3 separate regions of the Sus scrofa genome follow, and regions 1 and 3 are each linked to region 2. The links are chromatin contacts, called in public Hi-C and promoter capture Hi-C maps. All regions are on one chromosome and are shown on one strand. Each heading gives the region's core, a stretch centred on a gene start, on an enhancer-like site or on the middle of the called end of the contact. The rest is flanking DNA. Distances are from core to core; before and after follow the strand shown. Region 1 holds the start of MRPL44 (mitochondrial ribosomal protein L44). Region 2 holds the start of MOGAT1 (2-acylglycerol O-acyltransferase 1). Region 3 holds the start of CUL3 (cullin-3).

What was found. Promoter capture Hi-C pulls out the DNA fragments that hold promoters and counts their contacts. Hi-C and Micro-C count contacts between places; a contact is called where the count stands out from the background.
Region 1: a contact with region 2 is called in a promoter capture Hi-C map of liver, with 6 times the contacts expected there. The contact joins the promoter of MRPL44 here to the promoter of MOGAT1 in region 2. A contact is called at or near these places in 1 of 5 promoter capture datasets (liver) and 1 of 2 datasets of contacts at active chromatin or transcription factors (skeletal muscle).
Region 3: a contact with region 2 is called in a Hi-C map of liver, with 4 times the contacts expected there. The contact joins the promoter of CUL3 here to the promoter of MOGAT1 in region 2. A contact is called at or near these places in 1 of 5 promoter capture datasets (liver) and 1 of 47 Hi-C or Micro-C datasets (liver).

What each region holds. Positions count from the first base shown.
Region 1 is chr15:125,730,130-125,734,259 of Sscrofa11.1, reverse strand. It overlaps MRPL44 (mitochondrial ribosomal protein L44), which reads right to left and starts at 1,841. Exons shown (of 4, transcript NM_001243405.1): 1 at 1,645-1,841; 2 at 1-138. The coding sequence starts at 1,823.
Region 2 is chr15:124,567,121-124,570,794 of Sscrofa11.1, reverse strand. It overlaps MOGAT1 (2-acylglycerol O-acyltransferase 1), which reads right to left and starts at 2,346. Exons shown (of 8, transcript XM_003133676.4): 1 at 2,127-2,346. The coding sequence starts at 2,220. It also overlaps the pseudogene LOC100523928.
Region 3 is chr15:126,284,990-126,288,655 of Sscrofa11.1, reverse strand. CUL3 (cullin-3) reads left to right here and starts at 1,508. Exons shown (of 16, transcript XM_021075736.1): 1 at 1,508-1,988. The coding sequence starts at 1,923. LOC102163217 (a long non-coding RNA gene) reads right to left here and starts at 1,263. Exons shown (of 4, transcript XR_002339139.1): 1 at 1,218-1,263.

The sequences.
Region 1 (4,130 bases), core at 592-3,091, 1.2 Mb before region 2:
TGGCGTTTGGCCTCCTCACTTTTAATATAGCAGCTATTAACAAATGCAGTTTTGAGAAGATCTAGGGAAAAGGTTTCCTGTAACCGATGGCCAAATGCTTGTATTTCAGCATGGTAATCCCAGTTGGGCTTCTCTGAACTGAAAATGTAAAACAGAAGACAGAAAAAGTAGGTAAAGAGAACAAGATGCTATTATGACGCAAACATTTTTCACTGTGATGCAATTTTATTCATTATATAAAGGAAATTTTAAAAGACTGACTTTCATTTTAATTCCAGACTCTGATTTTCTGAAAATTAAAACTCAAGTCCGAAGATTATTTGTGGTTCTTTGCCGGATTAATTTTCCCTAAATCAACCGCCACATCGAAACGGTTTTTCAGTATCAAAGACTAAAACATTATCCTAACTTTTGGGTTCTTTATTTCTGCTCTAACCACAGACCTACTTTATACTTAGACATGAAATACAAAGTATAATTTCATAGGTTCAAGCCATAAACAGTAAGCACATTTTATTTACCCAGTATTTTACTGATTTAAGTTTTGATAGCATCCATTTAAATGAGCAATTAAATAAACTAGTATCAATATTATAAGTATGTTAAAAGTTCATAATCATTCTCAAGAGTGACTAAAAGGTCTTAAAGAAAACTCTTTTAAGTAAAAAATGGCAACAAACTATAAAGATCTGGATTATAAATCAAAATGTATATAATCTGTAAAGTTTCTTCCAACTCCAAAAGCCTAATCTCAACAATAATCAAAGAAATGCGAACTAAGAAACACTATTTTGTTATTCTTTTTAGGAAAAGAACTTAGTATTTTGTTTTTGAAAGAACTTTTAAAGAGTACAGAACTATGATCACATATATTCCTAAATTAGGTATGTAAACCAGATCAACTTTTTTTAGAGGGGAGGGCAATATTAAAGTACCTATCAAAATTTCATACTAAATTTCCAAAGGAGTAATAACTTCAAAGCTATTCACTGTTACATCAGTGGTGACAGCAGTAACATGGAATTCGAACACCCATAAATGGAGCCATAAAAGAGTGAGGTTCATTTACCTATACGACCACAACTACGTGTCAGAGATACATTATTAAAGAGAAAAAGATGCAAAACCTCATGTCTAATAGGATCTTTTGGGGGGGCGGGGGGGGGTAGCTATAAAGATCTGCATCTCTTTCTACGAGAACTTCTACTACTGGAGCAAGGTTAATCAAGGCAAAAACCAGACGTCAAACCGTTTTCCTTTTACTCTGGACAGTGGACTTGTGACTGTACACTTAATCTTTTTCCTTGCCCCAAATCCCGAAGAAGTCTCAGGCAAGACAAAACAGGGGCCACAGCACCCAAGCCCAGATGAAGGTGACCCAGCCGGCCTTATTTCTCGTAACTCTCACTTGACAGGATTCTAAGTGGGAGCTCCGAAGTGTCGGAACCCCTCGGCAGAAATCCATTCCCTTGCCTCGGGCCACTCATGTCCGTCCCGCGGGTGCCTCCACCGCACAAACTCCTCGTCGCCAGCCAGGGGCGCACTAACGACGAGCAACCCGCGCCGCCGCCCGGCCGAGGCCGCAGAGGAGACCTCGCCGGGTCCTCGACAGCCACCCTGACCCCTTCCCTAGACGACTCCTACCGGCGCACGGGCGGCGGAGGGCACCTGAGGAGGCGCCACCGCTCCAACTCCTTCTGGAAGCGGTAGGCGGCGCGGAAGCCCTTCTTTGCTCCCCGAACTGGCGGGGCGAGAGTCGGGGCGGCCGGTGCCAGGAGGCGGCGAGGTCCCCACTGCAGCAGCCTCACCAGCCCGGATGCCATCGCAGGGGAGAGAGCAATGGAGGGCGGAAGGAAAAGAGCCGGATCAGTGTCCCCGGTAACACCGTCCCCCCCGGAACTGGTGGTGGAAAGCGAAGGTGGAGCGGAGCCAGAGCGGGGCAGCAGACAGCCGAGGCTGTTTTACTGCGCATGCACACTCTGTGGGGTTGGTTTGTTTGCTCACCTGGTTTTTACTCTGGTGAACTTGGTTTGAGGTCCGTTTGGATCCAGAAATTTCTCGAAGTTGCTTCGTTTTGTTGGTTGCTCTCGTTCCTTCCTTTCATTAATGTAAAACAGAAGAACAGATTCACGTTTAAAGAAAACACATTCTCACTTATCAGACACAACTTAGAATAGATTTACAAGGAGATCCTGCTGAATAGTATTGAGAACTATGTCTAGATACTCATGTTGCAATAGAACAAAGAGTGGGGGAAAAAACGCAATTGTAATGTATACATGTAAGGATAACCTGACCCCCTTGTTGTACAGTGGGAAAATAAAAAAAAAAAAAAAAAAGAAAAGAAAAAGAAAACACATTCTCAAAAGGGAGGAAACACTTCTTAGCAACATATTATTTAGAGTTCCAGACCATCAAGCGAAACACTGTTTATGTGCAAATATTTACCTGGCATATCTCCAAAAGCCTTTCTTTCAAGAGACCTAGAATAAGAGATACTGACTTACCCAAATTAAAATTGTTACTTAAAAAAAAAATCTAACAGTACCAGTTTTTATTAATCAAAGAAAGGAAGTGGGATGGACTGGAAATTTGGGGTTAATAGATGCAAACTATTGCCTTTGGAATGGATAAGCAATGAGATCCTGCTGTATAGCCCTGAGAACTATATCTAGTCACTTATGATAGAGCATGATAATGTGAGAAAAAGGAATGTGTATGTGTGACTGGGTCACCTCGCTGTACAGTAGAAAATTGACAGAACACTGTAAACCAGCTATAATGGGGGGAAAAATCATTGGATTAAAAAAAAAATAGGAGTTCCCATCATGGCACAGCGGAAACGAATCAGACTAGGAACCATGAGGTTCTGGGTTTGATTCCTGGCCTCGCCCAGTGGGTTAAGGATCTGGCTTGCTGTGAGCTGTGGTTTAGGTCACAGATGAGGCTTGGATCCAGCATTGCCGTGGCTGTAGTGTAGGCTGGCGGCTGTAATTCCAATTAGACCCCTAGCCTGGAAACCTCCATATCTATGGGTGTAGCCCTAAAAAGACAAAAGACCAATAAATAAATAAAATAAATAAATAAATAAATAACAGTGGACTTATAGGTCTTTTTTCTTTCATTCTATAGCAATATGATTATATTGCTTTCCCACTAACCTTACTGTGATTTTTAAAAAATACCTAACGTTAATGCACAAAGGAAGACTTGTCTGAATTCCTAGTTTTGAGTTGCCTACTGAACATCTGGACATTCAAAAGGACACTCTTCTGTGTTTTCTTTGCCCCGATATAGACACCCAGATTGGGTTCTTATGTCTTCAGTGGTTCCTATTTCCAATCTTTTGTCCAGTTGTCAAGTTCTTTTTCAGTTTATTTCCAAAGCAGCTACCTGATGGCTAGCCTACCTCCCTCCCAGGTTGTTGTAATTAGCTTCCAAAGTAATGTGTCTTATACTCTCTTTCTTGGACACATCTCACCTACATTCATATCCCAGATGAAACACAGACCCAAGCATGTTACTACTTAGGTCAAGGATTTTCAATGTTGGGAGTTCCCATTGTGGCTCAGTGGAAATGAACCAGACTAGTATCCATGAGGACACAGGTTCAATCCCTGATCTAGCTCAGTGGGTCAAGGATCTGGCATTGCCATGAGCTATGGCATAGGTTGCAGATGCAGCTCAGATCCAGGATTGCTGTGACTGTGGTGTAGGCTGGCAGCCACAGCTCGGATTTGACCCCTAGCCTGGGAACTTCCATATGCCAAGGGTATGGCCCTAAAAAAAGGCAAAAAAAAAAAAAGAGGAAGAATTTCCAATGTTAGCAGCTGATCAAACTTCTGTCAGGCTCCTCCAAGCCCTCTTCTCAAGGAGGCTTTGACCTTAGGCTTCAGTCTGTCTGTCTTTGTCATGTCTGCATCACCCAGTGTCAGCAAGAATCTTGTTAGGTCAGTTTAGAGAGAATCCCCCAGCCCAATATCTAATCAAATTCATTACTACTCACTATCCCCCAGTGATGTCTGATCACCCCAGCCTGCCTTCAGCAAGAATTCTGTCAACTATTCTTGCAAGAATGCCCTATTACCCCTGATGCTTCCTCTTGGTACTTTTCCACCCACTGACACCCC
Region 2 (3,674 bases), core at 1,097-3,596:
TGGCCCGGTCGTGGCTCAGTGGTTAACACATCTGACTAGAAACCTGAGGTTGTGGGTTCAATCCCTGGCCTTGCTCAGTGGGTTCAGGATCCGGCGTTGCCATGAGCTGTGGTGTAGGTCACAGACTCGGCTCGGATCCTGCGTTGCTGTGGTGTAGGCCAGTGGCTACAGCTCTGATTAGACCCCTAGCCTGGGAACCTCCATATGCCACAGAAGCGGCCCTAGAAAAGGCAAAGACAAAAAAAAAAAAAAAAAAAAAAAAAAAGCTTACAATAATTAATAAACCAAAGAGACATGTTTGGCGATAGCAAATTCTGCTCCTGTGCAGCTAGCAACACAGATCTTCCTTAAAAACGCTGGACAGACATAAATCCAAGCCATGACAAGGGCCACAAAAGGACACTAGGCTATAGAGATGTGCTGACAGATGAGTGAGAAAGTCAGTGTTCAGGTTCTAGACATTAAATCAGACAGCGCTGTGGTTAAAGCAGCAACTCTGGGTAGAATATTTGGGTTTGCACACAGTTCCTCTACCTCCTGCTAACTGTGTGACCTTGAACAATTCACTTCACCTCTTAGTTCCCTCATCTGCACAGTGAATGCAGGAAGGCACAGTCCTACCTCAAATGGCTGTGAAGATTGCATGGTTAAAGTGTTTAGTGCTTAGAATAGTGCCTGGTACAAACTAAACTCTTGTTGGAAAGAGTAGCTATTATTATCTTCATTGTCCTTTGACCCTTAACAAGTATACCTGTTATTATCTTGATGGTCCTTTGGCCTAGGGTAAAACAAAGTATAACTCTAACAACCCTGTCTCACAGGTTGGCCTCTGAGGACTTAATGAGTTAATGCTTTGAATTCTGTTTTTCAGGAAAATCTGGCTGCATGGTACTCTCTTGGAGAGTTTGTTTAAAAAAGAAAAAATCCTGATGTGCAGGTTCCATTCTGAAACAAATGAATTTGAAATTCTAGGGAGAGAGCTAGGACCTCCTTTTCTTTAGAAACTCCTCCAGTGATTTTACTGTGCAACCAGGGTTGAGAATCTCCGCAGTGCAATGACTTCATTATCGCTATTATTGTGGCCTCAACAGTGTACAACCCAAGATCTAATACTTTAGCCTTCCGAAGAGTTTAAGTTCCCAATAAATCCTGTCCTCTCCTCTCACACCTTCCCCTGGTTTCCCCCAGCCTTTTTCTTCTTTTTTGGCCGCCCCGCGGCATAGAGAGTCCCGGGCCAGGGATCAAATCCGAGCCGTAGCTGCGACCAAAGCCACAGCTATGGCAACGAAGGATCTTTAACTTACTGTGCGGGGGGCAGGGTGTCGAACCTATGTCCCAGCGCTCCCAAGACGCAGCCGATACCCCTTTGCCAGGGCGGGAATCCCCCCACCACTTTATTCCAAGAGCAGAACAAACATCAAGAGAAAAAGCGCTCAGGTAAACCCCTCCCGCCCCAAATCATGACCGGCGCCCGTGTTTCTCTGGGGGCTTAACTGGGAACCGCCTAGAACACACTGCTGAGTCGAATTATTGACAGAGGCCCCCCAACCCAACCCAATGTGTGGTGCAGTCTTTACAGCAAGGTACCTTTCTGCATCCGGAAAATCTTAAGCCCGTAAAAGCTTACACGGGTATCTGTCACGCGGGGGTGGGGGGAGAAGGAAGGAATCAGGTTTTAAATACTTGGGCATTGTTTTTCCATTTATGAATCGAAAACCCGAGAAACGAGTTTATGCACTTTTGAGGGGCTTAAGCGAGATGTCCTACAGCTCGATGGGGTAGTGATTACATTAAGATGCATAATTTGTCAAAACTCATCGAGCTGTGTACTTACAATCTGTACCTTTTATTGTGGGGACGGTACACCTCAATTTTAAAAAACAGCACAAAGTAAAATAAAGTTGGCAAACAGTCGTTTGCTACGAGGTTCACGTGGAAAAATGAATCGAAGAGGAGTCCCAAGTTCGCTACAAACGCTCTCAGTGACCTGCCTGCTCTAACAAGGGAAAATAGTTGGCGGTTCTAAGTCCGTCCTTGGATGGGTGGACAAGGACTGTCCGGGAAGGAGACCGAGCCCCATGCACCGCGGAGTTCTGCCTGGATCTTGAGCGCCCGGGCGTCCTTACCGAGCAGCAGGAAAGACAGGACCCACTGCAGCACCGCCGCGGTCTGCAGCCGCCGCGCCAGCGGGATGTTGAGCGGCGCAAACTCGACCTTCATGGCCCGGCCGAGGCGAGAATGGCTCCGAGCGCGGCCGCCTGGGACCTTGCTGTTTTGTGGCGACTCCGGGGTGTGCGCGGCCTTCCCGCCCGGTGTGGGGCACCGAGGCGCAGAGGAGACGGCGGCGTCTGCGGCGACTCGGGAGTGGGCGCGGACTGGACTTGGTCTCGGGTGGGAGGGCGCGCCGGAGCTGAGGCTGGGGGCCGCCAATCACACGCGCCGAGGCGGGGGAGCAGCTGCGGCGCCTGGGACGCATTGGCTGGCGCGCCCAGGCGCTGGCGAGAGCGTGCCGCGCTGGGCACAGGAGACAGAGAGCGGGGTCAGCTGGCAGCCTGCCCCAACCCGGCAACGCAGGTTCCTGCAACCTCGCCAGAGAACTGGGATCTCCACCCGGCTCTGACAATTGTTCAGCTGATCGATTACTGTGTGCTCAGCTTCAGCATCCGCCCTTAAACCCACCTCTTCCTCCAAAAGTCTGCAGCTAGGAAAGGGTTTGTTCAGGGATCTCCCGCCAGATGGAGGAAGCACAGGATGGTACCCATCTGTTTATTGGTCTCTGTTCTCCACCCCACCCTCAAACTCTGGGGCTTCCTCGGTTTTGTGTCTCAGATTCCTACACGAATCCTGGAAACCTTTCACTTATTCATTCGAAGGACACTTACTGTCTCCCACGAGCCCGGGATCATTCTGGGCTCTAGAGATACACCCAGTAACCAAGCCATTCATTGATTTTGCTCTCAGAGAGCACAAATTATGGGGACAAGACAAACATAAGAAAAATAACCACACAATTGGGTGTGTAATTGCAAAATGAAACCCTTCTATGAATGAACGGGAAGGTTGTAGGACTTAGACTGAAGGGTTACTGAAGAAGCTACACTTTAATTGTAATAGTTAATCTAGTCCGAGAAAGGGGAGGCACATGTGCAAAGGTCCTGTGGCTGAAGCTCAAAGAAGACCAATATAATGGGAGTTCAGGGAACAAGGAAGAAATGGGAGGGAGATGAGGCAAAAATGGTGGTAAGCAACCAGATCCTTGCAAGTTGTGTTTAGGGTTCAAGTCTTTTACCTTAAAGACTTGCCACTGAAAAATTTCAATTATGATGTGTTAAACAGATCCTAAATTGTGCCTCATTCTGTGAGCACCCACTACATTTTCTTTAGAAATCTTACTTACTGCATAGTTGACCAATACCAAGTGGCAGGGAGCTGTCAGATCATTGCTAGAGGGAATCTGTTTCAGATTCCCTCTAGCAACACAACAGAGCTGACTACCCATCCCCCCACCGTGCCCCTTTTTACTTCAACATTTTAATAGAAAGTTAGATTAAAACAATTGCCTGGGTAGTTCAGGGCGAGTTGTGACTTTTTGTGTGCAAAATTTGCTGACTTTTTCCTAATTGAGAAATCACTTTTTTTTTTCTGCCGCATTTTCTTTATTTCAAGCCGCAGGT
Region 3 (3,666 bases), core at 259-2,758, 1.7 Mb before region 2:
AAGCAACATCCTTGTTTCTTAAGCTCTGTTTTATTAGCAATACCAGAAAACAAAACAAAAAATATTATGTTTCCAATGGGGGCATTTCAACTAAGAAGGGGGTAAAGCACAATACTTTCTGATAACTAAATCTAGAGATCAGGATTAAAGTAATTAGGGCAAATTCAACCTTATAGTGAACAATCAAAAGGTATATTTCAGCTCACTTATTTTTTTAAAAGTATAAAAAACCCCAGCTTCCAAATACTACAAAAGTACTGAACTCCAGCTGTTTAAAAAGGCATTAAAAATAAGTTTGAAAGTATTAATACTGCAGCTTCCAAATGTAGATACCCATCTCAGCAATAAGTTCTTATTTAACGTGAGATCACAAACTTTAGTGGGCATTCACACATTCCTCTGCAGAGTCAGAAATTCAAATACCACATCGACTGAGCAAAGAGTTAAGTTAGGAAATAAAATTCGTAGTAAATGCAAAGCAAAACTGATAAATCAAACTAAACTTTTTGACCACAATGCCAAAAAGTTTTGCCCCAAATTATCAGCAAACTGGAATCAAAGACAAAAAATTTTGGCTTTCAAAACCTATGGCACTCTCATAACGATAAAAATGATTTGTCAGATTAAAGATAGGTTTCTATCATCCATTTACCAAAATAGTGCACTCCATTAAGGGAGCTGTCATTTTACTTCAACGGTAAAGAAAAAGAAATATTGACACTAGTAAGTCCTGGGTCCCTCAGAAAATATCAGTGAATCAAGAACTTCTGCAGTTTAAGGAAAATCTGTGGATTAAAATCTCCACTTCTGAATCCTGACAGCTGGGGTGTGCATATCCAATCCGAATACCTTGTTAGGCATACAGGACCCTAATTTCTGCCACTGCAGGTAACTCCTACACAACTATTCTTTCAACTTTCTGGCTTCTGCTCAAGTACCCATCCCTAGTACACCTGCCCTAGAAAAACACAGGAACCAGTTCTAGGACGTGGTTATCCAGCTAGCACCCCATACTCCTCCCCGAGACTACCCGCCGCCCGCCCTAGCTCGGCCCGGCCCGGCCCGGCCCACCCCAGCCCATCGCAGCGCCGCCGGGCCCAGCCCAGCGGAACCCCAGCCTACTACAGTCCTGCTCCGGCTCTCGGAACTTCCCCCGCCCACTCCGTCCACGTGAACAGGACCCCCACCGGCTCCGCACTCCACCAATCAGCAGTCACCTCCGCCCAGGATCCGGTCTCCAACGCTCCCCTTTCAAAAAGTCAGCTTACTCCTCCCGCCCTCGGTCCCGCCCCTTTCCCACCTCCCCGCCCCGCTGGCCCCTCCCACTTCCCCAACTCCCTATTCCTCTCTTCCCCTCCCGTTGCCCCCTCCCGCTTCCAGGCTTCGCCCCGCCCCACCCAGGGCAGCGCGCTCGCCCTCTTCTCGCGAGATCTGAGCGTCCCCGCCGCGGCCGCCCGCTTCCCCCTCCCGTCCTCCCACCCCCCCTTCCCCCAATCTCTCCACTCTCCGGCTCTCCTCCCTCCCTCCTCCCCCCTCCACCCTCTGGGCCGGATCTCGTCTCGCTGAGGCGGAGGAGGAGAAGGAGGAGGAGGAGGACGTTCGGCCTGCGCAGTGAGATGTTTGTCCGTCGCCGCCGCCGCCGCCATCGCGGAGGAGCGCGATAAAGGGAGCCGAGCCGGTCGAGAGGAGGACCCCGCGGAGCCGCCCCGCCAGCGCAGCCCCCCAGCCAAGCCCGAGCCGCCGGAGCCCGAGCCGCCGCCGCCCCCGCCGCGGCCGCCCAGGGGCCGGCCAGCTCTCCAGCCCAGCCCGGGGGCCGCCGCCGCCGCCCCCAGCGTCGCCCCTCGCCTGCCCGCCCGCCTTAAATGTGACACCGGCGCCTCGGAGTGCGACCCGAAGCCGCCGCCGGGGAGGGGACGAGCACCATGTCGAATCTGAGCAAAGGCACGGGCAGCCGGAAGGACACCAAGATGCGGATCCGGGCCTTTCCGGTGAGTCGCTTCTCGCCGCCTGGGACCCCGGGGCCGGGGGCCCGGCCGAAAGCCGCACGCGAGGCCCGGGCTGAACTCCCCCAACAGGCCGCAGGCCCGGCCTCCCCTCCCCCACGCCGCCGGCCGCGGGGCGCGAGCCTTCCAGGCAACCGGGCTGCGCGGGGCTCCAGCGCGGCAGCCTCCCGGGCCGTTCCCCGCGCCCCGCGCCCCTGTCCGGCGCCGCGCCCCCGCCCCGGAGCTGCGCCTCCTGGGGCCCCGCGGGCGTCGGCTGCGGCTGGGGCCCCTTCGCCGGTCCCAGCACCCCCGTCCACGTTCCTGGGGTGTAGGCCCAACCCCTAGCATTCCGCTCCTCGGTTCCCGGGACCCCCGGCCCTGCAGGGATGAGGACTGTGGAAGTCCTCCTCGTATGGGGCGTGTGTGTAACTTTTCACGTGGGGTTTCGCTGCGGTTTAAAAAATAACCCAACCTAAAAGATGGCCAGCCAAACGTTTCGGATGGTGAAGGGGGCTGTCCTCTCCTTTTCCTCCCCTCTTCAGGAAGGGCTATGCCTTCAACCTACCCCCGACGCAGTGACAGCCTTTCCACGTAATGCTCCGTAGTAATGTACTAATAACATCGGGTGTGTTTATAACGTCTTTCATCCACAAGCTTCCAAAGCACTTTACAAACTTGTGCAGGAATTGCCTTGCCACTCAAGAGGAGACAAGAGAAATCAAATTGGACAATTGGTTCTCCATTTCTTGGCCGTGGAAGCCCAAAAGAATGAGTAGTCATCACTCCGAGTTGCTTTGCTTTAGGTTTTAGTGACAGCAAACGTATTCTGTTCAGAAACTTTTTCTTTTTTAGCATTACGTTGAGTCATACGCTTGCGGTGTTTAGTATATAGGGTATAACTTTGGATGTCGTATCTGATTCAGATAGCCAATGGCAAGCAATTAAAATGTGCAGTTGGAACAGAGAAACTGGACATACTTGCTCATGTCGCTACAGTAACAGATACACGTCAAGATAGACAAGCTAGCAGTTGAGCAGAAGATTTTAAAACAGTGAAACTAGAGAAAGATGTTGGGTTTCCTGTCTTAGAATCACAAACACATATCCTGTGAGGGGGGGAAAGAGAGGGTCTGTACTTAACTTTTCAAAGCATGCTTTTTTCTAAAGTGTAGTTTGCAATGGGGAAAGATTTATTCATATAAATGTCCTAGTTTGGTAAGAAATTGACCCAGGGAGGTTGAGGACCTCTCTGAAAATTCTTTAGATTTAAAAGAAAAAAAATGCTCCTGATGCAGAATTCTGAAATTGTAATAATGTAAATATTGATGTCAGTGTGAAGAGACTTCCAGCTTTATGTAAATAAAGGGAGGATATACTTAAGGAGAATTAAATTTTTTGATGGTGGTTAAAGGGATTTTGATTTTTTTGAAGGTTTTTTTCCTAAGTGAATATGAGAAACTACAACGAAAATGAGAAATATTGACAGAAGAGCACTAATGAAATTCATTAGCGTGTTTTCCCTTATAATGGAACAATGAACTGGGTTTATGAATTTGTGAGTGATACTAGTTTTCCTACTAAATCAGTTCTGAACATCTTTAGCAGAATCTAGAATTATTCAGCATTTAAAATGATTTTATACAAGTTTTTTAGGAAAAGTTTGCTATTCTTGAAGTCTGAGTTC